Linked DNA regions of Mus musculus: regions 1, 2, 3, 5, 6 and 7 are each linked to region 4. The links are chromatin contacts, called in public promoter capture Hi-C and targeted proximity ligation maps. All regions are on one chromosome and are shown on one strand. The core of a region is the stretch at or near the end of the contact, and the rest is flanking DNA. Distances in the headings are between cores, read along the strand shown. Region 1 holds the start of Ppp2r5b (protein phosphatase 2, regulatory subunit B', beta). Region 2 holds the start of Zdhhc24 (zinc finger, DHHC domain containing 24). Region 3 holds the start of Rasgrp2 (RAS, guanyl releasing protein 2). Region 4 holds the start of Rela (v-rel reticuloendotheliosis viral oncogene homolog A (avian)). Region 5 holds the start of Ehd1 (EH-domain containing 1). Region 6 holds the start of Men1 (multiple endocrine neoplasia 1). Region 7 holds the start of Cd248 (CD248 antigen, endosialin).

Region 1 (3,923 bases), core at 91-2,590, 600 kb before region 4:
CGTCCCTCCTGCCTTGGCCTCTGGGTTCTGGTCTGGCGGGAAGAGGCTCTGTGGGTCTGGCTTTCCCGGCTTATTATTAGGGAGTAAGGGGGAGGGAAGCCATGTCTGAGCCCTGGAGGTGGGCCAAGTGGTAGTTTAGGGGTTCCTGTTCTGTCTGGCAGGTGAAGAACAGAGCAAAACGGGAAGTGAAGATCTGCTATCTCTGAGCAAAGGGAGTACTGTCTCTGGGTAGCCATCGCTTGATCTGGGTACCCATCCATTGAGGTGCTAGACTCTAGAACAGTGTCCTCGATACAGGCTTTGGCTGTTTGTTGCTCTAAGGTGGGCACTTCTTAGGTAAACAGACTTCTTTTGCAGCACTAAGTGATCACCAGGGTCCATAAATGGGTGGGGCCAAAAAGCACCCCAATTCCCCCAACCTCATTGCTCTCTCTCTCCTGCTGCTCAGCAAGGACCAGTTTGTCACCTAGGTAAAACTTCAGGATAAAGGTCTCACAGTCATTGTAGGGAATAGAGTGTTGGCGACCAGGTACTATGAAGGGAGCCCGGGACTGCAGGCTGGGAACTTTTGGCCAGAATGCCAAACTCTTGGAATACAGCTGAGCCTTTGATACCCAGCAATGGGGTTTTGATCAAGAACTCCCCACTCTCCAAGGCACATCTTGGCACCAGAGGAGCTGGGAGGTACTGTGCCTTAGGATGGGGGCAGCTCCAGGGTAGCACCTTCTGCCCTCCTTGCTTTGGCATCCCAGGGCTGTCCCTTTAAACTACAGACCATGATGTCACCATGGACAGTAAGTGACAGGAGGGGCACTGCAGGCCGGGAGAATGGACTTCATTTCCCAAGAGCCTCTAGTGAACCACACCCCTCCCAGCAGGCGCTAACGCAAACCCGACTGTTAACCCCTCCAACGCCGGATGCAAGGGGTTTTGTAAGTGTCCGGCTTCAATCTGGGCTGAGTATGAGGAGAGAGGATGGCCTGAGGGACAGATGGCTCAGACCAAATTGTGGGCCTGGCACATCATGCTAGGTAGGACTCTGTCTTGCATTAGCAGGTTCCAACACCGAGTCCTTTTCTTTCCCTACACAGTGTCCCTTCCAGAATTCGGGAGTCCAGTTCTGAGCTGGACTCTGCCCCAGTCTGCTTGCAGGTTTTAAAATCCTCAGCTTTTCTCGGAAGTACTGAGTTCCTCCCCTAGCTCCGAGGTTACCCGTAAAGTTCGGTTGCTTCCTTTAAGCAGGGTGGGGACTACATTTCCCAGAGGCCCCGAGTCCTCCCTGACGCAGCCCCCCCTAGCGGAGGGAGGTGCGGGCCGGGAGGGGGGGAGGTGACTTGATGTCATCCTGAGCAGCTGGGCGGCGGGTGCCGGTGCGCAGCGAGCCGGGGCTCCCGCTGCGCTGCACCGCGCTGATCTGAGTCCCGGGATATCTGCCGAGGGTCGCGTGCTGCCGGGGCCCAGCCCAGAGCCCACCGAGTGCCCGACCCCTTTTGGGGCTGAGCTGGGGGCATGCTCCAGCACCCCCAGAGCCTGGGAGCGAACCCAGGAGCGCCGCCGCCCAGCCCCAGCGCCCCGAGCGGCAGAACCACCGCTAAGGACCCTTGAACCGTCGTCTCTTCCACCGAGGCAACCTCTAGGGTCGGCGACCAAAGTCTGGGTTTCTGAGAAGTGAGTGTGTACCCCAATACCACATTGAGGTTTGGAGACCAGGAAGGAGCGGGATATGAGGAGAGATGCTAGGGTCTGAAAGGGGGTGCACGAGAACAGGACCCTCATTTTTTGGGTGAGTGCACTGAGACAGGAGACATTAGTGGAGCTGGAGTCACACTGCTGTAAGGATCTGGGGATGCTAATAGAGTCCCCATCCTGAGTAGTAGCCATAGGCCGTATTTGGGGAGGGGCTACTTTAGAGCTTGGGCCTGGAAGAAGGGAGGGGCATGGTTGCGCCCTTGTTTTGGGGTCTAGCGAGGGAAGGAGGGAAAAGAAGTAAGGGAGCAACTGCACCACGCGGGCTGTCTTTGGAAAGAACCGACCTGCTCTCTGTGTCTCTCCTGCTGACCTTTCTAACCTGACTTCTCAGAAGAGCCAGCGTGGGAACCCTGACTGGAACTCTTCTGGATCCCCAGGAAAGACCTGAGCCATTGCCTTTCTACCTTACCTGCCCCCCCAGGACTGGGCAGTTGCCAGAGGCCCTGGGGGGGTCAGGACTGTGGCCGTGCCTCCCCCACCCCCTGAAACATGCTGGACAGGATGGGTCCCAGTTAGTGTGTGTGGCCTCATTCAACTTACTCCAGACCCACAAGGAGCCCCCTGGGCTCTGAAAGATTGACCCGTGTTGTCCACTGGCCATGGAGACGAAGCTGCCCCCTGCGAGCACCCCCACAAGCCCCTCCTCCCCAGGGCTGTCTCCAGTGCCACCACCAGACAAGGTGGATGGCTTCTCCCGCAGGTCCCTCCGCAGGGCCCGGCCCCGTCGCTCACACAGCTCTTCTCAGTTCCGCTATCAGAGCAACCAGCAAGAGCTCACTCCACTGCCCCTGCTCAAAGGTGAGCTGTTGTTGGTTGCCAGGGTACCCAGAAGGAAGCAAGGTAGGGGAGGACCAAGGGAGAAGCAGAGGTCTGGTAGAGTTTGGATCTCTTTTAGGCTAGGAACTCCACTGGAACTGACCCCCAATCTCCAGGCCTCTGCTGACGCATGGCCTGACTGGCCTGTCATCTCTGGAGGTGGGGCATCTGGAAGTGGTGCCAGGGGCAGGCAAGGGCCAAGGGTGGGGCACACAGCCTAGGTTTCAGGAGGCTCCTATCAGTCCAGCCAGCTGCCTAGGTCCTGGGGTAGGTGCTTGGCATGATGCCCTGTGATCACTAAATCCCACCCCCCACTTCCTGGCCCGATTTCTACTTTTGGCTCCATGTGTTGAGGGAGGTAAGTGTCTGGGGAGGGGTGGGGAATGCTTGCATACCCAGGGTTGTGATCTTGCTTTAAAGTCATGAGGTCTCTGATCCTGGATTAGAAGAGAGGACCACTTTTTCCCCTCAGCCTCCCGGGAGTGAAGGATGGGACTAGAATTGTTTGCTAGCTGTACCAGAGTACCTTGTATGGGGGCAGCTGAAGCTTCCTGGAAAGTCAGCCTGAGGGAGGTGGAGATCCATCCCGTCCAGAGCCCTTGGCGGCTAGATCCAGGAGGTCTCCCTGTCCCTCCCCGCAGATGTGCCAGCCTCTGAGTTGCATGAGTTGCTGAGCCGGAAACTGGCCCAATGTGGGGTGATGTTTGACTTCTTGGACTGCGTGGCTGACCTCAAGGGGAAGGAGGTGAAGCGTGCAGCCCTCAATGAACTGGTGGAATGTGTGGGTTGCACCCGGGGTGTGCTCATCGAGCCCGTCTACCCAGACATCATCCGCATGGTAAGCACTGCCCAGCCTCGCTCGGGGAACAAGAATTCTCTCAGGCTACCTCTGGGACCCGTGTGGGAGGAATAAGTGCATACACTTCAGCTTGGTCGCAGGCGCGTGCTCCCACTTCCACTGGGTCTCACTGCTGCCCGACACCGTCTCGGGATTTCCTCTCCCTGTTGTCCCTATACTTGAGTGAGCTGGGCCTAGGGTACCTGTCCTCTGGGCCACTTGTCTTCCATGGTCTGACTCAGGCATGGGCTATTCTAAGAAACCCTCTCGCCCAGTCTGATCAGAAACGCTTGGGCTCTGAATGCCTGGGCTGTCCACTGCTTTCAACCTTACCATCACTGCTGAACCACATCCACACACGGATGTGTCAAGCCACCCTTGGGTCTCCAGCCCTTGACTTGCATGAGCTTGGTGTTTAGATGAAGATTGTCCAGAGGAGCAAGTTGCCTGCTGGGAAGTGGGTCAGTCCAGAATTGGATGAGGGCTGGTGGTAAAACTCAGTGCAAGGCCTCAGGTTCAA
Region 2 (4,101 bases), core at 193-2,692, 760 kb after region 4:
GGGAGCAAGGACACAGGTCAGTGCCTCAGTAGCTCTCAGTGTCCCAGACCATGCCCAACCGCAGCCTCAGAGACCATCTTGGGAAAGCAGGAACAGTCCCTGTCTTCACCAGGCATCTCCAGCTAGTGGTTACTGCCTGTGACACACCTTCTGAAAAGCAAAGTTTGCAAAGGCCTGGCAGTACTTCCACCACTAACATCTTTCTCCCTCTCCACTCCAGTCGCTGACCTTGTGGTTCTGGAATATTCTGGGCATACTGTGGCTTCTGCCTTTTCTTGGTCTGCTTCCCTCTCCCAGAAACCAGTTCAAAATTTCCCAAGTGGCTGACTCCACCGCAAATGCCTGAGTGATGTCCACCTATTTATTTTTAGTTTTTAGTTGCAAGTGGACAAGTTAGTCTTAATATATTTGTGGATGCTATGGCTTTTTAGTAAAATGTAAATTAATTAATCAAGCTAATTAACCTAAAGCTAATCACCTAAAAGTCTTGTACTGAAAATTGACCATCTATTTAAAATTGAAACTTTATGCTGGAGAGATGGCTCAGTGGTTAAAGGCATTTGCTTCGCAGACTTGATGGCCTGTTCACTCTTCTGAACCCACGTGGTAGGAGAGAACAAACTCCCGAAAATTGTCCTCCGACCTCCACCTGTGTACCCCGGCATGCGCGCCTGGGACCGGACACACATCACACATACAGACACAAATAATAAAGATAACTTCTCGCCTCTTTTACCCTGCTCTGTTTTTTGTTTCTGTATCATTCTTGAGCATCTAGTTTACGCAATTTGCTTTTTTTTTATTGGCTTATTATTATCTTTATTATCTGCACCTTCCGCCACTGAAATCAACTCCAGGAGGTCGGGCATCTGTTTTCACTTGAGTCCTAGGAACAGTGGCTGCTCAATATCTGAATGAATAAGTAGCGGGTGCCAGGCTCTAAAGGAGTTCTATGGCTCTAACAACCCGGATGCTAACGTCATCTGGTTACTGACACCTCAAGTTCTGGGTCCTTTCTTGGTACCAGCGACCACCAGACCCCCTGCTTCTGCCCGCCGACTCCCGGAGCCCAACACTCACGCCCAGCCCTGTCCCAGGCCGCGGCCAGCCAGCATCACCCCCCGAATGCTGGGATCCGAGCGGAGGAAGAGCACCACGTTGCCCAGCAGATTGAGCAGCTGATAAGCAGCTAGCGCCAGTTGCAAGGCCCGGGCCAGTGGTCCCAGCGGGGGTGGCCCAGGCCCCAGCACCATCACGTAGGCCAGCTCCAGGACCACGACGGCGGCCCACAGCGCGGTGAGTACCAGTGGCATCCGCGCGGGCGCTCCTTCTGCGCCCCGAGCTGCCCAGGACTCCCCCATGGTCGGACCCACCGGCTTTCCGATCGCTGGGATCCCACTGCTTCCGCATTGGGGAGGGCCTAGCAGCGAACTGACGTCTCCTGCAACCAATAGGAGCTCCGCAGGGGGTGCGTTGCGCGCGCCAGACTTATAGGGAGGGGCCACAGATACGGAGAAGTGATTGGCTAACTGACCAGATGTTCGAAAATCTGATTGGTGATGCTGCCCAGGTGTCAAAAAGAAGCAGTCCGCCCAGCGTACTGCAGTAGCCGCCCCTGGTGTGGCTTGCTGCCACTCCATGAGGATTGAGTTGCAGCCCCCGGGGCGTCGGGGTTTCCCGGCTCAGCACATTCTCCCTACACTCCTCTACAGCCGCCCCGGTATTAATAGACCTGGCTGGCCCTATCATCTGGCCCTGAGCCTTTCCCCATGCTCGGGTGTCTCCATCACCCTAGAAAACTCCCCAAACAACTTGTTGACTTGCTGTTACAGACTGTGAAATAGAAATAGGGGTCTGTTTCTCGAGCGCAATGCTTAGGAGGGACAGACTCAGGTCCAAGGGGCAGCCTTTAGGATGCCTACAGCCACCACTTGGAATCCACTTAATAGATGAGGAAACAAAGTCCATGGCTGTCCCAAGATCACACAGCAAGTTAACCACAGAGCTAAAATGCGAACCCACTATCTAGGCCAGTAGTCATCCCAGCATCCCCCGCGATTCCGCAATCTTTGACTCCAGCACAATCTCTTCTCTGGTCCAGTTCCCAACCTCCCTCGCCCCCTATCTGGCCCCACCCACGTACCCCATATTTAGTACGAACCCGATCTGGGGGCTGGACCGGGCCCTACTTAACCCGGCCTGAGTGTGCAGGAGCTCGCCCAGTGAAGCAGAGCGGAGCCAAGAGCCTGAGCAAGATGATGATGGTTATGCAGCCCGAGGGTCTGGGGGCCGGGGAGGGGCCCTTCTCTGGCGGTGGGGGCGGCGAGTACATGGAACAGGAGGAGGACTGGGACCGCGACTTGCTGTTGGACCCGGCCTGGGAGAAACAGCAGCGGAAAGTGAGTGCTCACCCATTTCCCAAAGGCAAAAACTGAGGCTGGGAGGCCAGGCAGTTCTTCTCGGGCATCTGGGCAGTTCAAGGTCAGAGCCTGGCTGTAATCTAGAGTGCAGCTCCCCAAACCAGGCTCTGCCCACCAGCTATATGCTGTCCTCAAAGATCAGAAGAGTTCTCATAGGGATTTAGGATATCAAGGACACCGTGGAGTCCCTCAGTGACTCCCCAATAACTTTAAGCCCACTGCCCCTCTTGTGTTGGTGAAAGTGGATTTTGGACAAGGTCCAAGAGACCCAACTCATTCTTGGATGGGAGGTGAGGGGTTCTCAGAAAGTTATGTTCCTTTAGTCTCCAGTTAAGTATCCCTAGACCCCATCCTGAGGAGAACATGCCAGACACACAACCAGTGGATTTGGGGTGTAGGAGAGAACAGCTGTCTCATATTCTTTCCCATCCTCTACTCTGTCTTCTGCTATGGGTGGATCCCTCTACTGGCTTGACAATGGAGGAAATTGAGGCCCAGAAAAGGGCACAGATAGGCAGGCAGCCTGTTGTGTACTGAGGAAGAAAAGAATGCCCCCATCTGAGGGTCTTTGTTCCTTGCCTCACCCCACTCTTTCCCAAGATTCCCCTCCCTGTCTAGAAGCCCTGAGTCTGCTGAAAAGGCCAGAAGGTCAGGAGGAGGGGAGCCCCGGCTCCCCTTACCAGTAACCTAACCCAGGCTCCCACATGGACACTTGTGCTGAGGCAGCGCCTTTGTGGGAGCTCAAGAGGGCCATGAGGGCAGCCATTGCCCAGGCTCAGCCTTGCAGGGCACTGCCCCCTCCTTCCCTGGATCATTTCACCCCTGGCTACCAAGAGGAGGGAGCAGGACACCTGGGTTCCCTGAAGAGAAAATGATTCCATCCGAACTGAGGAATTTTTGGGGTTCTGAAGGCCAGGCTTAGGGTGAGCACCATGAAGCCATGGAACCTGCCTTTTGCCAATTGTGCGTGCTTTTAGGAAAGTAGAGGGCATTGCAGACCTGAGAACCCCAGAATTTACAAGCAGATCGTTTCCGCTGTGTTAGATGACAGGAGCTGACTGCGGGGGGGGGGGGGGGGGGTGAGAAGCCTGAGCTGAATGGAATGAGGCCTGGGATGATCCACCCTCCCCCCCAGCCCCCTCCCCCTCCCCCTGCACCTGTCTCCAAGCATGGCTGTGGTCCCTGAGTTCCTGCAATCCCCGGGTGATGTCATCCCTGCCCCTGGCTCCAGCTGCCCTTTGCTCCTCAACAGCCCTCCCCCTCTCCCTCCCCCTCCCAGATCACAGTCTGTGTGTTCCCACCACAACAGCTGGCAGTCTCTTTCTTGCCTTTGTCATCTAAAGTATCAGAACCATCCTTTCATTCCAATTTCTAGCCACCCATGTCCATCAACGATCTCCACCACCAACCCAAGTCCACCATTAATCCATCAACAGAACGGGGCAGATGCTCTGAAAACCAGTTAGCATGCCCTGTGTGTGGGTGGACATGTGCGTTTTCTTCCCTCGGTCCGCTTTGTTTATCTCAAAGCTGTAACATCCTGTGGTACAGCAGGTACCACCCTGCCCCATCCATCCCTGCTCCTGCATTCATCTTCACTTACCAGTGACTCCAATATCTATGGTTCCCAGCTTCGGAACATTCTGTTCTCCCCTGATACCAGAGTCCACTGTGGTTGACA
Region 3 (3,821 bases), core at 1,141-3,640, 760 kb before region 4:
GGATGCTTTGAACCCAGGAGAATGCATGGGGAGAGGGGGAACTGATAAGTCAACTCTGGGGGCAGGCAGTATTGATGGAGGCGGAGGGTTGGATTTCACCATAGATGGAGAGGAGGCCCTGGGGCAGAGCAGGGGCTGATCCAAGACGTTAGGGGAGAATGAGGCCAAGGCCTAGGTAACAGGAGAGCCCAAGTCCTCAGTTAGGCACAGGGCAAAGCCTAGGTCCTAGAAGACTGATCAGTGTCTGAATTGTGTGATATAGGTAGGGTCTGCACTCTATGTTCTAAGGTCTTGAGCAAGCCAAGCAGAATGGACTCGTGGACAACAGAGCCTGAGCCATGCCCCATCAAGGATATAAGTGGAGCAGTTTCGAAGCCAGCTGAGAGGAAGGTATGTACCAGGGGTGCATCATGAGAAACATGCGCACTAGCTGTGGATCTCGCACCTTTCCGGAGTCATCTGCTCCAAAAGTCCAAAAGAAGCCAGCTGACCCTTGGTCCGGAGGCACAGATGCCTAGTCTGCAGTCTGGTGACAGGTCCCTGGGTCTGCACTCCGGACCTCACCCACCTACTGCATTTCCCAACACTCCAAAGCCAGGAGTGAAAATTGAGAAATAAGTCTGGGTGGATGAGGGGTACCACAGGATCCAAAGGCTGGAGGAGGAGAGCTTGGACCAAGCCCGTCGTCAGGAGGGGAACCAGCTGGAGCGGAAGGAGCCTGGGTTCCCCGGGGTCAAGAATCCAGAGGTCATTTCCTGAGTGTTGGGGGAAGGGGCACCCCTTTCACCCGATAAACCAACCCCCATCTGCCGGAAACAGTTCCCAGGCTAGAGATAGAGAGTTCCTCCGGATCCCCCAGGGAGACAGATAATGCCCCTCCCAGGTCAGTGTTGGGACCCTGGGGCCCCTTCCTTGACGTCTGTACAAGGGGTACATTGGGGTACTTCTCCGCAAAATCAAGGAGCTTTTCTTAAGAAGACTTCAAAATAGGAGCCTGGGTAGGTTCTGGCCTAGAGTCTGGTTCAGGGTCCAGCTGGGTGTGACCCCTCGTGCTGCATGCAACTCACCAAACGCTTCGATGCAACCACGGAGCAGCTCCTCCACGGTGCAGCCCTTGTCCAGGTCCAGAGTGCTCGTCATGGCTGCCGGTGCCAGTAGGCTAGACCCAAGCTACACTCTCAGAGCCTCCCACGGTGCTCAATTCGGACCCCTGTCCTGGGAGAAGTGGGAGTCAGCAGAGGCGCGGGAGGTGGGGGGAGCGGCTCGGCGCGTAGGAACGGGGCGGAGTGGGCACGCCCCCTGCTGGGCATGGGCGGAGTTGCCTGCCGTTGCCCCTCTAGGGTTAAACGGTCCTGCCCCGGGATGGTGCAACTCGCTAGTTGGGAAATGGACTAGCTGAGAGGCTTCCGGCCCACCCGCGGAGTCGCGGGAGGTTAGAAGGGTTCTACGAGAATAAGGGACGAGCCAGGACCCCAGGGGTTAGTTAGTGCCCCAAGCCTCCTGGCGGGCCCTCCTCTCCTTGCATTTGCTCCCCACAGGCACCTGCAACACCCCACAGCTTGACTCTGCACTCCTCCCGCTTCCCCTCCCTTCACAGCCTCCCTTCCCCCGCAGGGTTATTTTGGGAACCCAGTGCCTGAGGGGACCTCGGAGGAATTTCTCCCTGGGATGGAAGGAGGGAGGAGGGAACCCAGGAGTCCTGCCTACATCTCCCCCTCCTGGGCTCCCCGAGTGGGAGGCGGGGCCGTAGCATCCCCCAGGGGCCTGCCCTTGGGGAGGAGGGCTAGAGAGAAGAACATTCCTGGGGCGGGGGGTGGGAGGGGTAGCCCACTGCGGTTGGGAGATGTCAGTGGGAAGCCAAAGCCTGGGAACCGCGGACTCCCAACCCACAAGTACTAAGGTCCCAGGAGTCCGGTCCTAGCCCTTCCAGAATTGCCATATATCTTCCCAACCTGGGCTCCCGCCTTCCCACCCACCCTGCTGCATAGTTAAATTGTGCGTGAGAGCACCGAGTAGGGAGCCCAGAAGGGGCCGCTAGCGCCATGGCCTGCATGACACCATTAATAATCCTGGTCATCAGTGGGGACTATAAAAGCACCCATGCAGGAACAAACACCTATTCTCTAGACTAGGTATTTGCCGAAGGCCAATGACCTACATTAAGTGCAAGAAGACCCTTTTCACACACACCAGGGTCATAGACACCTCCCGTCCTAATCACACACAATGGCACCCACATCCCATGCACACCTGCAATGAAAATCCTCAGCCACACATACCCAAGTCCTTTACTTCAGAATGCAAACCTGAATGCAGTTCACCTCCCAGACCTTCTGTTCACTTGAACCAGCTCAGCCTCTGATCTCTCGATCACAGTAGCTCTGACATCTGAACACGTGTGCACACACGCAAAGACAGTGCATCTCCACGCATGTACACTCCCACACGCATCCACATACCCCCTGGTTGCGCACACACCCATTCTGCCGCCCCTCCCCCCTCAACCAGGCTCCAGGGCTCGCAGCCCCAAAGCCTGGGGTTCTTTACATTCCTGGATCTCGCCAAAACCTTGTCCCAAGGAAAGGGACCTCGCCCTTACACAGACTCCCCTACATTAGGGAATCCTCCCGAGGACTTCTCAGAGTCGTTCCCTCCTGACTGTTACTTCCTTGCTGGGTGACCTTGAGAATCATTTAGTCTCTCTGAACCTCAATTTTCCCATCTGTCAAATGGGGACTTGCAGGGAAGAGCCTGGTAGATACGTTTCAGGCGAGCACCGGAATGCCTCGAACGCCCCCCTCCTGCGGGTGGCTCTAAGTGCCTCATCCCCTCCGCAAGCTCTGTCCCACCCAGGACCGCAGATTCCCCACCCACCCGCAGTCCCCGCCAGCCTGCCCCTAGGAGATCCCTAGGGGCCGCACCCTCTGTGTCCCACGCCCCACCCGCGCGCGTGCTCGCTCACTCACTCTTGGGACCCGCAGCGCGGACCCCGAACCCTGCCCGGCCAGCGCCACCTCCGTGCGCTCCCGCCCGCCGGCCTCGCTGCGGCTGCGGCTCCCACCCGGTCTCCGCGCCGCGGCCCAGCGCCCTGCCGCCCCGCCCCCTCCCCGCCCCTGCACCCCGCGCCGCGCCTCCTCCACCGGGGACTCCCCCTCTCGCCCCGCGCGCGCCGGGCCCTGAAGCAGATTAACCCCTCCCCTGCCGCCCCAGAGAGTTTAACCGCGGGCGGGGGGCTGCGCCACTGTTGGTGTGGGGACCGCGTGCAGCAGCCCTCCCCCACCGCGACACCCCCGGGCTCTGCGCCCCGCCTGGGTGTCGCACGGAGGAAGCCGGGAGGGGCAGGAAGCGGACTGCGGTGGGGAAGGGGCGCCCCGCCCAGCCCCCCGGTCCGGGTTCCTGTTTTCGAGACAAACCGTTCCCACGGGGTTCACCCTGCCCGGGCCCGGGCGTCTTCCTGCGGGCGGCGGAGGCCCGGGCGTGGTGGAGGTCGCGGGCGTGGGGCTGCGGATCCTTGCGATGGCCTGGGGGAGGGGCTGGGACAGAATGCGAGCTGGTTTTGGTCCAGTGGAGCCTCAAAAAGCCAGGAATGAATGAACGAACACGCGGCTCCCTGGGAACCCAGGTTCGTTGTCTAGAGATGGGGCGAGGGACACCCCACTGGGCAAGAGAGAAAGAGGCGTCTATAAATTGGGTAGGTGCTTTGCAGTTTCGGAACTGGAAGCCTTGGATGCATGGGCCGAGACGAGGAACTTGGGAGGGGCAGCCACAAGCAGTTATGTCCCTCACACCTAGCCTAGGGATAGGTAACAGTTTCCGGCCGT
Region 4 (4,098 bases), core at 1,088-3,587:
GATCCCCAGGTTCTGGAAGCTGAGGCCTCAGGTATTAGTTTTGTGTCTCCAGCAGAGCCCCTTCTTGCCTCCCAACTCCACAGCTCTCAGGTATGTCTAGGCTTCCCACTCCTTACCCACTGGCAAGTCTCTGAGGGAGCTGGCCCTCGCAGGCCTCCAAGCCAGTGCCCCACCTCAGCCACAGGGGCTTCCTTTCCCAGACCTAAGCACACGAAATGGAACGTACTCCCCTTCCAAGGGCATCGTACTGCTTGCTTGCTTGCTTGCTTTTTTTTGTACTTCTTTCTCGTGCACGGAATGTTCTTTTGGGTCTGTCTGCTTTTTCTCACCATTTAAGAGTTAGCACAGAGGCCTTCTGTAACCCTCCAACCCAAAGTCGTGAGACCTGTGCAGCAGGACACGGTGCTACATGCCTATTCCCCTGGAGTTGAGAAGAGGAGGCAGGGGAACCCTAACGAGTTCAAGGCCAGCTTGAGCTTCCTGAGACCAGACTCCTCCTCCTAATTTATAACTGTGTTTTCTTTCCATCATGGAAGTTATAATTCTCTACCAGTATCTCGTCTATCTGTCTGTACAATTATCGCCTGGTTTTACCAACTGGTATTTAAGCTCTAGGAGGGTCCATTTGGATATCTTTCTGATCCAAGAGGCTAAGAGGCTGGCCTGTCCAGCCATAGGGTTTGTGGCTCTAAGAAGATAAGGAGTTCCCAACTGTTAGAGAATTCAAGACAAAGGAGGTCTGTTTGCAAACTGGAGACAGAGTTAAGAACTCTGGATTCTGCCTGTGTTTAGAAAAGAGCAACACTGTAAGAGCTGCCTGGCCGGCCTGCTCCTACCCTGCCCTCACACCACCCCCAGCCCATAGGGAACTCACCTATGGATACTGCGGTCTGGGCAGAGGTCAGCCTCATAGTAGCCATCCCGGCAGTCCTTCCCCACAAGTTCATGTGGATGAGGCCGGTGAGGTGGATCCTTGGTGACCAGGGAGATTCGAACTGTTCCTGGTCCTGTGTAGCCATTGATCTGTCCAAAGTACAGAGTACTCTAGTGGCCAGCAATCCCTAATCTGGCTCTTAGACACAGGGCACGGTGACCAGGAGGCAAGTCTGCTGGGGCTGCACAGTGCGTTCCACCACATCTGTGTCCCAGCGACACCCCTGGGGGCTCTTGCTTACCTTGATGGTGGGGTGTGTCTTGGTGGTATCTGTGCTTCTCTCGCCAGGAATACTGCCCGCTGAGCGCCCCTCGCATTTATAGCGGAATCGCATGCCCCGTTGCTTCGGCTGTTCGATGATCTCCACATAAGGCCCAGAAGCCTGGGCTGGCTCTGTGGGTGACACAGTCAGCCATCAGGTGCTATCCCCACGGCCCCGACTCCAGGACAGCCCCTGACTACTGAGGATGGATGGTCCAACTTACCTGAGGGAAAGATGAGGGGAAACAGATCTGAAAGGGAAAGACAAGGCACATTGTCAATAAACTCCAGTGCCCACCCTCACCTGCGAAGGCCTGACAGAGCCAAGCTCCCTCCCTTCCAAGAAAACTGAGCCAAGACCCTGAAACCTGCCCTGACAGAGGCCGGGGAACTAGAGAAAGGGGACACAGAGGCATTCCTTTGCCAGGGGAAACTGAGTCAGTGCCTGTTTTACGTTCATAAGTGACACTGAGGAGGGGGTAATACCCTCCTCTCCTCTTCTGGGGAAACTGAGTCAGATACTTTCTTCCTTACACGGAAAGGAAGCCAGAACTAATCGCATCGACACGGGGGTGGGGGGAGCCGGAGGAAACGGAGTCAAGATTCACCCGTACCCCCACCCAGGAGGGACACTGAGTCAAGGCGCCCTCCACTGAGAGGGGTAACTGAGTCAGACCCCCTCGCAGCCCGCCCCGCCCCGTGCCACCATCCGGCCTGCCGCTCCCTGCGCAGCAACCCGCGGCGCAGAAAGGGGCGGAAGACGGCGCGGGGAGGGGGGAGATTCCGCCGCAGGCCCCGGAGCTCTAGGGCAGCCATCCCCCGAGCCAGAGGGCAGCCTCACCGTCCATGGTCAGGGTCCCGGGGGCGGGGCCGGGGTCGCAGCTGAGCCCACGGCGCGCTAAAGTAAAGCCATTCGCCAGAGGCGGAAATGCGCGGCGCGCGCCCGTCGTCGCGTCACTGCCCGGAATCCGGCCGCGCCTGCGCGCTGAGCCGCCGCCACCGCCACCGCCGCGCGTGGGGGGCCGAGAGCAGGTGCGCGACTCACGCTGGGCGCGGAAGGTGTGCGGCGGGCGCGCGGGCGGGGACACCGCAGCGCGGCGGGAGGACGCCGAGGCTGTTTGTCCCGAGGCCGGCCCGACTACAAGCTCCGCAGCGCGGCTCGCTCGGGGTCCCGGTCCCGTTCCCGGCCCCGCCTGGAGGGCGGGCCCGCGATTACTCACTCTGTTTTTAGGGGATTTCGGGTCCCGTTCCCCGCCCCGCTCTGATCTCAGGAGTTTGGTGATGTCACCCTGGCCGGGACTGGAGCCGAGCCAGGGCTGGTGGCAGGCTGCGGCCATTCGCCCTGCGCAGGGAGAGGCCCAGGCCTGCTGCTCCCGCGGAGGCCAGTGACTGAATTCCACACGTTTTCCTAAGCGTGCAGGGGCCTTCTGGGGACCCGCGTGCTACGGGCCACATGCTCCCCAACCTAGATCCGGCTGCGCGCAGGAGTGCTTCGCGGAGCGAGCGTGCTGCATCCGACAGGCCTTAGGGTAGAGGGGCAGACCGAGGACTAGGCAGACACCTGTACCTCTAAGAGTCCCTGAGAGCCATGAGTGCTGGAAGAGCCCCAGGGCTTCGTCTGCACACATAGGTGCTGTCTGCTAAGGTTTAGATCTTTAGGGATCTCCGGAACCAGCTAGGGTCACACCGTGAACATCTCCTTCAAGGCCTCCCAGGAGTCCAGGCTCCAATGAGGAAAGCGTTTGTAGGGAGCAAAAATTGCCATCTAAGCCAAGGGCAGGTGTGCAGATTGAGTGTGGGGACTCTGGCCGGAGGACGCAACACATCAGGCTGCCTCCACTATGCCAGAAGGAGGAGGCGCCTCCCGGGCCACAGGAGGTTTCAGCACTCAGAGAAAGACTTATTTTCTCTAAATTAGGAAATCATGTGGGAATTGGAAAAGATTGGAAATTCTGAATTGCTTTCCCAGGCTCTGAAAAAAACAGGAAGACAAAAGTGAAAATAGTTACGCCCCTCCCACTCATTTCAGTTTCTCACTTGGCGCAGATTAGAAAAAGCAGTTTAATATTTTGCGAGGGCGGATGTCAAGGCGACAGAATGAATATAATCTCCAATTAATGGCACACAGCCATCATTGGTCCTCACATGAACCACTTGTAAAAACACATATAGTTACAATTTAAGTTAATATGAATACCAGCGTCCTTACTAAAAAGTAAAGGCTAGAAATGAGAACTCAGTAGTTTTTGCATAACGTTGCAGGAAGCTGGGATTTGATCTCTGACTCCAGGATGCTCCAGTAATCCCAGCGCTCATGGGGTCAGACGTTCAACGTCATCCTCCTCTACATAGTTTGAACCCATCCAGAACTACAGAAGATGCTCTTTAAAAAAGGATGGTTGCAGGCTGGAGAGATGGCCCATCAGTTAAGAGTCGATAATGCCCTTGCAGAAGACCAGAGTCCAGTTATCAGCAACTGTAACTGCAGCTTCCGGAGACCTCACACTGTTCTGGGCTCTTGAGAGCAACTGCATTCACATGTGCACATATATACAAAAATAAAAATAATAAAATAAAATAAAAGATAAATGTGAGTTGTGTTTGGTAGTGCAGGCCTTTAGCCCCAGCACTCTGGAGGCAGACTCAGCAGGTCTCCTAGTTCGAGGCCAGTACAGTCTATACATAGTGAGTTGCTAGACAACCAGGACTGTATAGACACTTTCTCAACACAAATGAAAAAAATGGAGCTTTGTTTACAAAGAGAGCTCTGGACCAGCAGGGGCTAGCCGGTGTGATTTTGTCTCAGAGGGGGAGATGGGTAGGAGTGTATCAGAGTTACAGCACTTGCCTAGCATACTGAAGACTGGTATTTATCTCCAGCACTCCAGAAGAAAGGTCAAGAA
Region 5 (4,126 bases), core at 194-2,693, 640 kb before region 4:
AGTCACTCCTTGAAAGAGGGAGCAGAGAGGGCAGGGTCTGTGAGTCCTGTCATACCTCCTGTGGGAGGAGTCTGGGATGCCCCAATGCCCTTAAAGATCCTGGGTGTTAAGAGCTCCTCAGGCAGGCCACTGTGATTCATTCATAGCATCCTGAGGGGCTGACTCTAACTCACCGGGAACTGGTTAAGCTGAGACTCCAGGAGACACACGAAGTCTATCCAATCTATCCTAGACTATGGGTCTGGTCATTTCAGGAGCCACAGTGTTACCACCCCCTGAAGTCCCTGAAGTCTCCTGAGGCAACACTGACTTAAGCTTTTTTTGTTTTGTTGTGTTTGAGACAGGGTTGTCTCCTGTACTCCTGGCTGGTTTGGCATTCACGTAAGTGCTGCTTTTAGGAGGGGTGTTGGGACTCCTTCATCCCCTGCCTTCAAAGGGGGCTGCCCCCAAATCAGCAGACCAAAGCATAGCCTCCGCGCCCTTCCTACACAAAACCACTGGTCCCTGGAGATGTGACGCAGAGAGTGACACACTAGCAAAAGGAACATCTAAGTCTCGAGGTTTCCCAGGACACACACTTTAAAAACGGACCCCAGAGGAGGAGGGGGATTCATGAGAATGAGCTGGGTGCCTCCAGAATGAGGAACAAGAAAGGGGGGACAGCAATGGTTCATCTTCTCACAGCAGCCCCCCGCTCTGTGGGAAGTAGGTCTGGGGTCTGCAGGAGGATGTGAGAGTTAAACTGAAAACCTGGAAGGTTCTGGGAATGACAGAAGCCAGAAGAGTGGACGATGCCTAGTCTCTAACTTCTCTCGGGTAGTTAGTGGGACGCAGCAAAGCCGGTGTCCCTGGGAGTGGTCGCCTAGGGTCTGGCGGGGGCTCTCGGAGACAAAGGCCGGCTGGGGGCAATGGCTCCGGAGGCCTTTGGTATCCTCGCGCTGGGGGGCAAGGGGTGGGTACCTGTTGAGGAAGGCGTTGCCGAAGGCGTTGAGCTTGCGGAAGGGGCGCCGCGGGTCCACGACGAGCGCGTTGCCGGGCACCACGCCCTCGGTGGGGCCGTGCATGACCGCGATGAAGGAGTCGGTGGTGGGCTCCGGCCCGATGCGCATCCCCGGGAAGTCCTGCTCGATCAGGTGGCGGATGAAGGTGGTCTTGCCGGTGCTGTACTGGCCGACCAGGAGCACCATCGGCTTGTTGTCGAAGTCAGCGTCCTCCAGCGCGGGCGAGTGGAACTCGTGGAAGCGATAGTGCTCCTCCAGCGGCAGCAGCTTCTGCGCGTACAGCTGCCGCAGCCCCTCGGCCACCGTCTGGAAGAGCTCCGGCTCCTTCTTGCGGCGGGCATCCTTGCTCACCCAGCTGAACATGATGCCGGAGACGGGGCTGGCTGCTACAGGACGGAGCGGTGGCTGAGCGGGACTGGGGCGCGCGGCCGAGGAGGGGCCGGCCGGCCGGCGGAGGGCAGAGGGGCAGGGGGCGGGGCGCTGCCCGCACCGCGCAGGCGCAGGCTCGAGGGCCGGCGTGAGGACCACGACAGCGCCCTCTGCCGAGGGTCGCGCGAACCTCGTCGAGCCGCCCCTTTATAATAAGCCGGAGCCCGGCGTTCCCGCACGCTGGCCGCCGCCTCGAGGCTGGCCCGAGAGGAGGCGGGGGAAGAGCCCTCCAGGCCCCGCCCCATTCGCGTGCCACGTCCTCTTCTGCTTCCCATTAGCTGATTTCAAATATCGCGAGCTCGTGGCTGCGGTGCCTTGGCAACCGCACCTGTTTTGCTCCGCCCCTCGAGGGATGGCTCGTGGAAGTGTGGCGGTCGCGGGTGCCAGAGTCTGGCGTCGAGATGTACTAAGTCTGAGCACCATCTAGCACGTGTGGGCTTCCGGACACCCCCAAGTACTTCAGCTGCGCTCCCCAACTGCAGTGTTTCCGCTGGCTAGGAACTCCCAAAAGCATCGGGAGCCTCACCCTTTGGTCTTTTAGCGACTCTGGAGAGGGACAGGACAGCGGGAATAGGGAAAGCCGAGGGAGTACAGGACACCGGGAAGAGGAATATCGGTAAGGAAGGAGGAAGAGTGCGCTGGGACTCCACTCAGACTGATGGGAGAGGGACACGGCAATGGAAACAATTGACGTGACCTAGCGGGGAGTTTTCACCAAGGCGGTGCCAGCTGCGGAATGGGGTAAAAAGTTGCAGCTTTCTGGCTAGATGAGTTTGGAGGAAGTGAAATCGGAAATACCCTTTGTAAGGAAGAGGGGCAGTGTTGAGCAACAATGAAATGTTGTGGGAACTTAGGGGAAATTAAAAGCCCCAAAATTTCCGCTTTCCTGTCAGGGACACCACCAGTACCATCTCTTGTTCCGTTCTGAGTCCCAACCTGTTTCCAGTTGGTAGCTGTTCCCCACCATCATACCTGGCCACACCTAAGCCCCCTTGGCTGTGTCTGCTGGTGTCTAGTGGGTGATGTCAGAGATTTGGGGACTATGATTGTTAGGTAACTAATATCAGGTCACCCAAGTGGCAGGAGGATCTAAGGGCCATTGGAGAAGTCTAAAAGGCACCGGAGGAGTTGTTTAGCACACAGTTGTGGTCTCAACTGTTTGGAAAGGTTGGAGGATCACTTGAACCCATCGATTTGAGGCCAGCCTCGACAACAGACGCTGTCTTAAAAGAAAAAAAAAAAAAGACAAAATATTTATCGATGAGGCTAAATTCATAGCTTAGTGGTAGAAGCACTTGCTTAGCGTGCACAAGCCAGTAGGGCCCATCCCCAACAGCACTAGAGCCAACAGAAAATCATGGGAACTTGAAAGCCTTGGATCCCACTTGAAAACTTTGATTTGGAAGCCTGTGAGCTAGACACCTATGTGGGGTTAGGCGGGGAGAAAACAGTGGGATCTCACAGGAAGAAAGAGCCGTGTGTATATTGAGGGATCTCAGTCAAGTGGGATCCAGAGAAGGCAAGGTGGGAAGGTTCAGAGATCATTGCCAGAGACAAGCAAATCCCAGCCTGCCTGCAGGCTCTGGGCCAGGCTTCTTCTTTGATCTGGAGTTTCTCCTTTTTTGTGTGGTGGGGGGGGTATTGTGAGTGTGCCATTTGGTGAGTGTGCTATGGGGGTGTGAGTGTGCTATGGGGGGGTGGGATGAGTGTGCTATGGGGGGGTGAGTATGCTATGGGGGGGTGAGTGTGCCATGGGGAGGCAAGTGTACTTTGGTGGAGGGGGTGAGTGTGCCACGGGGGGGAGGGGGATGAGTGTGCCATGGGGGAGTCAAGTGTACCATGGTGGAGGGGGTGAGTGTGCCATGGGGGAGTCAAGTGTACCATGGTGGAGGGGTTGAGTGTGCCATGATACAAGTCAGAAGACAACTTTCTGGAGTTCCCTGTTGAGGCTAGACTTTGATTCTTCCTCCCAGCCCCATGCTCCCAGGAATAAGACTCAGACTAATAATGTATTTACAAAGATCTAGGCCATAAGCTAGGCTCTTCTCTGACTAGATCATAGCTAAATAGAACCCATTTATAGTAACCTACATTCTGCCTTGGCTGGTTACCTGTGCTCAGGTAGCATGCTCCTTACATCTTCCTGGCAAATCTCCCACCTCCTCCTCTCTCAGAATTCTTTCTCCTCCATATGTTCCACCTTCTATTTCCTTCTTAAGCCATAGGCCATAGGCGTTTTAGTTAACAGGCAAGGCATGCATATGCTTCATAGCTGTTCCTCTACAACTCTCTCCTTCTACCATGTGGGCCCTGGATCAACAGCCCTGACAAGTGTGTTGTCCTACTGAGCTGTCCCGACAACCCTCATCTCATTAGCCTTCTTTCCATCCATCACAATAAGGCGCAGAAGTCACGGGCCCCCATTTTTAGGAAGAAGCTCTTGGACAGGGGCTGTGACCATCAGCTGTGTGCCAACTCGTGACAGGAGCCTCAGGCAAGCCCAGTCCAGACCTTGGCCAGCCTTGGACGCTAAATGATTTCTGCCTCCTACGCAGCCTAGATGAGGGTCCGCCCCGGAGATGTAATTTCAGGGCTGGTTCAGAGAAGAGCCGGAGGCAGAGGATCCTAAATGAGGTGGTTGTTTAGCCGTCTGGATAACTACATGATACTGTGTCTCCAGCAACACTCAGACTGAC
Region 6 (3,548 bases), core at 280-2,779, 700 kb before region 4:
GCCAGAAACTGCCCCTCCCTTTTCTACACCAAGTACTTCTGTTAACATAATGACTTAACCCAGTGTCTATTGTACAGCTATCAGACTGTGTCAAGGAGAGCAAGCCCATGACCCCACGAACCCCCACCCCTCCCTTCTTCATGTTCTGATTTATCTCTGCACTTTTTTCCTCAAAGCTCACAAGAGGCCTCAGATGCTTGCTCAGTACATTGCACGGAGAGCTGAAGCACTTTGTCCTTAGTCAAGCCCGTGCTTCCTTTCAAAATATTTTCAAAGGTATAATCTTAATTGTCTCAAATGTACCCACCCATTTGTCCTACCTCCCCAGTCTGCTACCACCTTCTTTCCCCATATGTTGGGCTGCCAGATCCCTCTGGCTATTCAATGGCAGGGCTGGGACTGTTGAAAGACTGGGGAGTAAAAGCTGGCACCAAATGACCAGGTTCCAGTCTCAGCCCTGTCATTCTGACATTCCCCTCTTCAGAATTCTCTTTCCACAACTGCGAAGGAGAAATAATACCTGCCCCACCACACAAGGTTTACAAGTCTCAAAAGGGCTATAAGCCATATTGTTCAGACATGAGAAGAGGTAAGACAACACTCATTTGCTCTCCTGACCACCTGTCTGACTCCAACCTGTGATGAAGCTGAAGAGGGACTGGATGTGGGCCCGGTCCTTGAAGTAGGAGCGGCTGAGGCTGTTCCATATGACATCCGAGACCTTTTTTACCAGTTCGCGACTAGAAACACCTCCCTCTCGAGGATAGAGGGAGAGGTCCACAGCGCCGCGGATCTGAGCGGTGAATCGGGCATAGAGGGCAGCAATGATGGATAGGTCGGCCACCGGGAAGTAGGTGAGGCCACCAGGAGGGTCGGGTGCGGGGCTGGGCTGGAAGGTGAGCTCCGGCACGTTGGTGGGGATGACACGGTTGACAGCCAGGAAATGCTCCACGAAGCCCAGGACCAAGGACAGGAGCACCAGGTCAGGCTCCTCTCGGCCCAGCTCTGCAGCAAACAGGCGCACCACGTCGTCGATAGAGCGCAGAGGGAACAGCGTCTTCTGGGCGGCCTTCAGCCCCATGGCGGCGGGCGGTGGCCTGCGGGCGAGCCGAGGGAGGGAGGGTCGGGCTCGGCGAGAGAGCCCCCTCCCAGGCTCGGCTAAGGCTCTACCCTCCGCCACAATTCTGCTTCGCCAGCCGCTTCGTCCTGTGCTCACGGGCGGCGGCTCGGTTTCTGAGACCCTTCAACCAAGGCTATATAGGGCCTTCTAGTTCCTTACAATTCCGGGACCCCCAGCCCCGATGAGGCTGCTCCCAAAGACCTATTGGGGACCCTCAAAGGCCGCCCCTCCAGTCCCTACAATCTCTACCCGGCCCTCTGGAGCCTGTCCAGAAGGCAAACCCAAACCAGCCTCCCACAAGTCCCAAGGAGAGTCCCGGCTTCGGTCCCCCGCGCCCACCTCCGCGCTTACATCCCACACAAGGCACCGCGGCGCCCGCCGCCTGAAGCCTGCTGGGAAATGAAGTCCCGCGCCTCCTATGGCCGCACTGCCTGCTGGGAAATGGGGAGTCCTTGCTCACCCGGCCCTCTCTAAATCTGAAAATGACAGCCAAACCCGCAATGGCTTATGGAAGAAGTAGTCCTGCTGCTCCAGGGCGGGTAAGCTGAGCTCCTCAACGATTGGTCATCTAGGATCACGCCAGAAGAAGTTCCTCCGTGACTTCTGGGAGATTGTAGTCCTAGGATTAAACTCAGGCGCAGTAGCGCCCCTGCAGTGTGTATTATGGCCAGTTTAAGATGTGAGGGAAACTGTTGCTCTAAAACACTACAAGGAGGCTGGAGACCTGGTTCAGCTGTTCAGAGCACTTGTTGCTTTTGCAAAGGACCTGGGATCAAGTTTAGGTCCCCACACCCACATTGTGGCTCACCATCTGTAACTCCACTTCCAGAGGACCCATGCTTTTCTCTGACCTCCACCAAGCTTGACTTGGTGCACACACATAAAAAGGCAGACGAAACATCCACACCTAAAAAGAATGCAAGGCTGAACACAGTACGGCGGAGGCAGAAGGATTTTGGTGAGCTCAAGGCAAGACTGGTCTATGATCCAATACCAGTCCTTGAAATTAGAGGCAAGGAACTCAGGGTGGACTTCAGAGATGACTCAGAGTTAAGAGCCCTGGCGGCTCTGGCTCAGGACCCTGCGTTCCCAGTATGTACATGTTTGCTCACAACTGGGTCTTTAGCCCCACTTTAGGAGGTCCAATGTTCTCTGCTGTCCTCTGCAGGCTCCAAGCAGGCACCTTATGCACACACATAGGTAAAATAAAATTAAGGAAAGAAAAGAAAAAAAAAATCAGGAAGTTCAAGGTCAGTTTTACCTTAGACAGGATCTTGCTTTTTAGTTCAGACTGGCCACAGACTCACAATATTCCTGCCTCAGCCTCCACCATGCTGGGATTATAGATGTTCACCACCAGTCCACATGGCACCACCCCTCCCACAAGGCTTCATGACCTCATCTTAATTCACGAAGTCTGTAATGACCCTGTTTCCAAAACGAAGTCTTTTTGTCTGAGACCAAGACCTCAATAGATGAAGCTGAGGAGATGATGTAGCAGCTGAGAGCCTTTTGTTGTACCAGTAGGAGGACCTGAGTTCAAATACCCAGAATTCACTTATACGTTTGGAATCCTAGCATTATAGGGCATGGATGGGGAATGGGGTCAGTGTGGGGGTTAAAGGGAGGAGGGTCTTGGGACTTCCTGCCTAACGACCTAGCTGCAGGTTCAGAGAGAGAGCCTGTGTAAAGGGAAGAAGACAGAGAGAGTCATAAAGAAGGATATGTGATCTTTCTGTTTTCCACATCTGAGCAGCTCCTTACACAGGTGTAAAGACACCACACACATATACAAGCAGAACCTCTTCCTTTCTTTCTTTCTTCCTTTCTTCCTTCCTTTCTTTCTTTCTTTCTTTCTTTCTTTCTTTCTTTCTTTTTTGGTTGTTTGTTTGTCTGTTTTGTTTTTTGTTTTTAGAGACAGGGTTTTTCTGTGTAGCCATGGATGTCTTGGAATTCACTCTGTAGACCAGGCTGGCCTCAAACTCAGAGAGATCTGATTGTCTCTGCCTGAGTGCTGGGGTTAAAGGTGTGAGCCATCACCATCCAGCTACATCTACCCATGCATTTTAAAGTTTCTTTGATTTTTAAGTTTCTTTGTTCTGTAAAGCTAAGAAATTGCTGTCATATTGGAACATGGAGTTTGGATTAACCTAAATTTGTATTCCTGGACCATGGTTACTCAAATTTGGCTTTAGAATAAACTATATATTATTCTTTTGAAGAGGGGCTGGTCATGGTGATGCATACCTTTAATCCTAGTACTCTGCAAACAAGTTCCAGGCCAGCCACGGCTACATAGTGAGATCCTGTCTCAGAAAACAAACACAAAAATTGGGGCTGGAGAAAGGGCTCAGCTGTTAAGAGCACTGACTGCTCTTCCAGAGGTTCCGGTGGTGGCTCACAACTGTCTGTAAATCAGATATCACAG
Region 7 (4,133 bases), core at 1,060-3,559, 570 kb after region 4:
CTGCCTCTGGGGGGCATGGGTTCTGTTGAGCTCTTGTTCCCAGCATGTGTGACCCAGCGATAGCAGTCCGTGATCCGCTTGTTGGGTGCGTGGGAGCCACAGCGAGTGCAGTACACAATGCCCAGGGCAAGCAGCACCACCAAGAAGACACATGTTGGCACCAGGAGTGCCACCAGCAGCCAGCGGTCATCCCTTTGGCTTTGGCCTGCAAGACCTGACTCTGCCAGGGCTGTTGGAGCTGCTGTGGAGGGCACCGAGGGCAGCTGTGGCACTGATTTGGGACTGGGAACTCCTTCCCTTGGGACTAGAGGGGCTCTGGAATAGGAATGTGTAGGGCTGATAGATGAGGTCTGGTTAGTGGGCCTCTGAGGGGGGAGGGGAGAAGAAGGGAAGGCTGGGGGCTGGTTGGCAGCAGGCACAGGAGTTTCATGGACAGAAGACCTGGAGTTGGTAGGAAGAGGGGGCTGGAGAGCTGAGACAGAAAGCTGGGGGGCCTGGGTTCTGATACCTGGAGCATCTGGGAGCAAAGGGTGTTGATGGGCTTTAGAAGTGGTATCCCCAGGATCAAGGTGAGGGGGGACTGGAGGCAAATAAGTGATAGTGTGGGTATCTGGAGACATAGGGGCCTGGTGGGGAGGGAAGACTTGGGGATAGTTGGTTGAGATAATGGGGGGCTGGTACGGAGGAGACCGTGCTGGGTGAGTGGCCGAGGTTATCCCAGGCTTGTGGCCAAAAGGCAGGTCTGGATAATTGGCCTTGATTTTGGGGATCTGGTGCTCAGAGAACACAGCTGGAGGTGTGGCAGGGGCCATGGCAGGTGGGTGGACAGGGCTCAGGGGTGGGCGTGTAGCTGAAATAACAGAGGTCTTGTGGGCAGAAGGTAGTGTGGGTCGAGTGGCAGAGATCACCATGGGCCGTGTGGCAGACACCACTGAGGAGTGGTAGGGGCCCCTGGGGGCACTAAGTGGGGGTGGCCAGGTAGGCTCCAGGTGCAATCTCTGAGGCTCTCCATCCTGTGGGAAGTTGGGCCTATAGGGCAGGCCAAAGTCAGGTGGATGTGTAGGTGCCAGCCATAGGATCCCCTGTTCCTCTGTCCAGGTGCCATCAAAGTCCTCCCAGGGCTCCTCTTCATCCTCCCCTTCTTCTCCATCATCCAGCAACTCATCTCTGAGATCCTGGGAAGCCTGGGCACCCATGGCTCCTGCAGGGCTACAGCTGATACCATCTGCCTCAAGCTCGTGACCCTCGCTGCAGTAACACTCAAAGCCACCAACATAGTTGACACACATCTGCTGGCACACACCAGCAATCTGGCACTCATCCGTGTCCACGCAGCGGTGTGGATCATCCTCAGCTGGCCGGAAGCCAAGGCGACAGTGGCAGCTATAGCCTTGTGGCCCTCCAGGTTCACACTGCTGCTCACAGGGGGCCTGGGCACAGGGGTCTTCACAACTGTGCCCATCTGCTGCTAGACGGAAGCCTTCACTGCAGCGGCAGGACACAGCACCGTCCACCTCTTCCACACACTCATGTTCGCAACCCCCATTGTCAGGACCACAGCCAGTCCCTGGGCACAGCGGGCCAGTCTGGGACCAGCCCACGCCACCTGAAGGCTGTTTCACGCACAGCAGAGAAGCTCCCCTGCCAGCTTGGCACTGCACAGCTGCCACGGAGCCAAAGGGCAGCCATTCGAACTCGCTGGAAACCAGGTTGAAGGGTGTGGTGTAGACAGCGGGACCGGCCTGACCCACCTCAAGCGGCAAGGCAGGGCAGGCACCCTCAAAACCAAACTGGCAGAGGTAGCCATCGACAGCCAGTGTGCACGAGCCTTCGAGCCAGCGATGCTCTCCGCTGGCCTCAAGGGCTGCACAGCGCTGGGCTGGGCAGGGTCCTTCCGTAGCCGGCTGGGCCCAGTTGGTGAAGGCGGTGTCCTGGTCTCCCGTGGTCCATATGAAGCCCCGCAGTGGGCGCTGCGGCTGGCATTGCCTAGCCTGCCGCTGCAACCCAATCCATAGCAGCCCGTTGGCCGGCCCGACCCCCACCAGGCTGTCCACACGCTGGGCCTCCTCTGGGGTCCGCGGTGTGGCCAGGTTGCCCCCCAATTCGCGGCACGCCCGCCAAGCTTCCAGGAATGTGCGGCGCCGGGGAAAGAGCGCGTAGCAGCTGCTGGGGCCGCACGCGGCTCGAGGCTCCGGCGTCCAGGGGACCTGGCCCAGTGCGGGCACCGCGGCCACCCAGGCCAGCAGCAGGCGCAGCAGCATCGCGACGCCCCCCGACTGGCCCGGCTCGGGCCTGCCGCTGCTCTTGACAGGGGGAGGGATCAAGGCCTCTGGCGGGAGGGCCGGGGGCGGGCCCGGCGGACTCACGCCTTGTAAGGAGTGGGCTGGGGCCGCTGCCAGCTCCCCTGCTAGCTCCCCGGGGGCTGCTGGAGCAGGAAGCAGTGGGGTGGGGGGGGTTCTGGGGTGAGAGGCGAAGGGCAGAGGAGGGGGGAGGTACAACTAACGGGCTACCTCAGGCGTTACAGAGCTGAGAGTCAGGGAAAAGGGAACCTGTCTGTCTGAGAAGCATCCCCAGTCAACCCTCTGAAACTTCAGCGTTGTTTGCAGCTAAGGCAGCTGGGGTGAAGCTGTCTTCCAGAGAGACTCCCGAAAGCCGGGATCTGGATTCACCAGTATCAGTATACTGGCTGCATTCTGAGCTCAACGACTTGATCGGGCCAGCCCTTTCTCATCACACATATGTGAACGACTCCTTCCAAGCCTGGCAAGAGCATCTTCTCTGACACCCTATCTAAGGCCGCCAAACCCCAGCCTCACACACGCAGCTCTCCTGACATGCTGTGTATGCCCTTAGGTGGATAAGCTAGGATGATGTGGCCTGCTAAACGGTCTCAACGATGAGGCCCCACCCATTCCTGCCTGGGCCCTGCGTGAGAATCAACTTGATAACCTCCTTGAGAACCACCTCAACCAGACACGTATTTGATGAGCCCTTCGCTCAGCCTACCTCACTCCCAAGTTTTTTTGGCTCCAGCAGGACCAGCATTAGGGGTTAGGGAGGGGGGAGGAGGCCAAGGCCTGCTCTCTCCTTACCCTGGCTCAGTCAGGGGCCCTGGGAACCTGGGCTTAGAGCGGGAGGAGGCTGCCCCCTAACAGGAAATGCCTCTCCAGGCTTCTGCTGCAGGAAGGCAGGGTGCATGACTCTGGGCTCTGTGGAGACTGAGCTCTGCTCAGGGTGAGCACGGCTGCTATGAGGGGACCTGTGCAAGACCATGTATGGGCATGGGGACACAACAGGATAGTAAGTGTGACACAGGCATCACATTGTCCTCCTTACTCCCAGGGTCCTCTTCCAGCCCTTCCTGGAGGCCTCTGGAGGTTTGCACACTGGGCCAGGCACCCAGGGTGGCCCTGGGATTCTGTGTGAAGGATTAACCCCTGCATTCTCTTTTTACCTTTATTTATTTATTTATTTATTTTTAAGAGATGGAGTTTGCTCTGTTGCCAAGGCTATTCCAAACTCCTGGATTCTAAGTAGCAGGTACTACAGTCACCCAACACCAGGTAATCCTTTTATACCCTTGGGGTTTTTTGTTTGTTTGTTTGTTTGTTTTGGTTTTCTGAGACAGGGTTTCTCTGTGTAGCCCTGGCTGTCCTGGAACTCACTCTGTAGACCAGGCTGGCCTTGAATTCAGAAATCTGCCTGCCTCTGCCTCCCGAGTGTGCCATCGTGCCCGGCTACTCTTGGTTTTTATTTCGACTTTTAAAAACATTTTTGCTTTCTGTTTATGAGTGTTTTTCCTGCATGTATGCGTGTGTACCGTGTGTGTGCCTGTTACCTTCAGAAGTCAGAAGAGGGCATCAAATTCCCTGGAACTGGAGTTACGGGTATTTTTAAACTACCGTGTGGGTGCTGGGAACCAAACTTGGGTCCTCTGCAAGAGCAAGAAGTACTCTTCGCTGCTTAGGCATCACTCCAGCCCGTTTTTTATTTATTTATTTTTCCGAGACAGGGTTTCTCTGTATAGCCTTGGCTGTCCTGGAACTCACTCTGTAGACCAGGATGGCTTCGAACTCAGAAATCCGCCTGCTTCTGCCTCCCGAGTGCTGGGATTAAAGGCATGCACCACTACG

Evidence for each region. Capture Hi-C pulls out chosen DNA fragments and counts their contacts.
Region 1: a targeted proximity ligation map of pancreatic cancer cells shows a contact between it and region 4. A contact is called at or near these places in 2 of 39 promoter capture datasets (hippocampal neurons and liver), 3 of 130 datasets of targeted methods (astrocytes, memory CD8 T cells and pancreatic cancer cells) and 3 of 9 other capture datasets (adipose tissue, liver and pancreatic islet).
Region 2: a contact with region 4 is called in a targeted proximity ligation map of memory CD8 T cells, with 5 read pairs. A contact is called at or near these places in 1 of 39 promoter capture datasets (liver) and 2 of 130 datasets of targeted methods (memory CD8 T cells and pancreatic cancer cells).
Region 3: a contact with region 4 is called in a promoter capture Hi-C map of liver, with 2.5 times the contacts expected there. A contact is called at or near these places in 4 of 130 datasets of targeted methods (embryonic stem cells, memory CD8 T cells and pancreatic cancer cells) and 2 of 9 other capture datasets (adipose tissue and liver).
Region 5: a contact with region 4 is called in a targeted proximity ligation map of embryonic forebrain, with 2.6 times the contacts expected there. A contact is called at or near these places in 1 of 39 promoter capture datasets (pre-B cells), 4 of 130 datasets of targeted methods (embryonic forebrain, memory CD8 T cells, pancreatic cancer cells and 1 more) and 2 of 9 other capture datasets (adipose tissue and embryonic stem cells).
Region 6: a targeted proximity ligation map of pancreatic cancer cells shows a contact between it and region 4. A contact is called at or near these places in 1 of 39 promoter capture datasets (embryonic stem cells), 4 of 130 datasets of targeted methods (astrocytes, bone marrow-derived macrophages, cardiomyocytes and 1 more) and 2 of 9 other capture datasets (embryonic stem cells and liver).
Region 7: a contact with region 4 is called in a targeted proximity ligation map of pancreatic cancer cells. A contact is called at or near these places in 1 of 130 datasets of targeted methods (pancreatic cancer cells) and 1 of 9 other capture datasets (pancreatic islet).

Annotation. Positions count from the first base shown.
Region 1 is chr19:6,233,257-6,237,179 of GRCm38.p6, reverse strand. It overlaps Ppp2r5b (protein phosphatase 2, regulatory subunit B', beta), which reads left to right and starts at 1,340. Exons shown (of 14, transcript NM_198168.3): 1 at 1,340-1,668; 2 at 2,081-2,547; 3 at 3,207-3,403. The coding sequence starts at 2,349.
Region 2 is chr19:4,876,009-4,880,109 of GRCm38.p6, reverse strand. It overlaps Zdhhc24 (zinc finger, DHHC domain containing 24), which reads right to left and starts at 1,442. Exons shown (of 3, transcript NM_027476.3): 1 at 1,081-1,442. The coding sequence starts at 1,361. Actn3 (actinin alpha 3) reads left to right here and starts at 2,201. Exons shown (of 21, transcript NM_013456.2): 1 at 2,201-2,399. The coding sequence starts at 2,256.
Region 3 is chr19:6,399,110-6,402,930 of GRCm38.p6, reverse strand. Rasgrp2 (RAS, guanyl releasing protein 2) reads right to left here and starts at 2,390. Exons shown (of 17, transcript NM_011242.3): 1 at 2,280-2,390; 2 at 1,068-1,210; 3 at 357-459. The coding sequence starts at 1,140.
Region 4 is chr19:5,635,780-5,639,877 of GRCm38.p6, reverse strand. Rela (v-rel reticuloendotheliosis viral oncogene homolog A (avian)) reads right to left here and starts at 2,337. Exons shown (of 11, transcript NM_009045.5): 1 at 2,037-2,337; 2 at 1,420-1,446; 3 at 1,176-1,327; 4 at 875-1,023; 5 at 1-19. The coding sequence starts at 2,043.
Region 5 is chr19:6,274,213-6,278,338 of GRCm38.p6, reverse strand. It overlaps Ehd1 (EH-domain containing 1), which reads right to left and starts at 1,443. Exons shown (of 5, transcript NM_010119.5): 1 at 961-1,443. The coding sequence starts at 1,364. Gm14963 (predicted gene 14963) reads left to right here and starts at 1,761. Exons shown (of 2, transcript NR_168273.1): 1 at 1,761-2,046.
Region 6 is chr19:6,332,994-6,336,541 of GRCm38.p6, reverse strand. Men1 (multiple endocrine neoplasia 1) reads right to left here and starts at 1,529. Exons shown (of 10, transcript NM_001168489.1): 1 at 1,460-1,529; 2 at 637-1,097. The coding sequence starts at 1,081.
Region 7 is chr19:5,066,254-5,070,386 of GRCm38.p6, reverse strand. It overlaps Cd248 (CD248 antigen, endosialin), which reads right to left and starts at 2,309. Exons shown (of 1, transcript NM_054042.2): 1 at 1-2,309. The coding sequence starts at 2,261.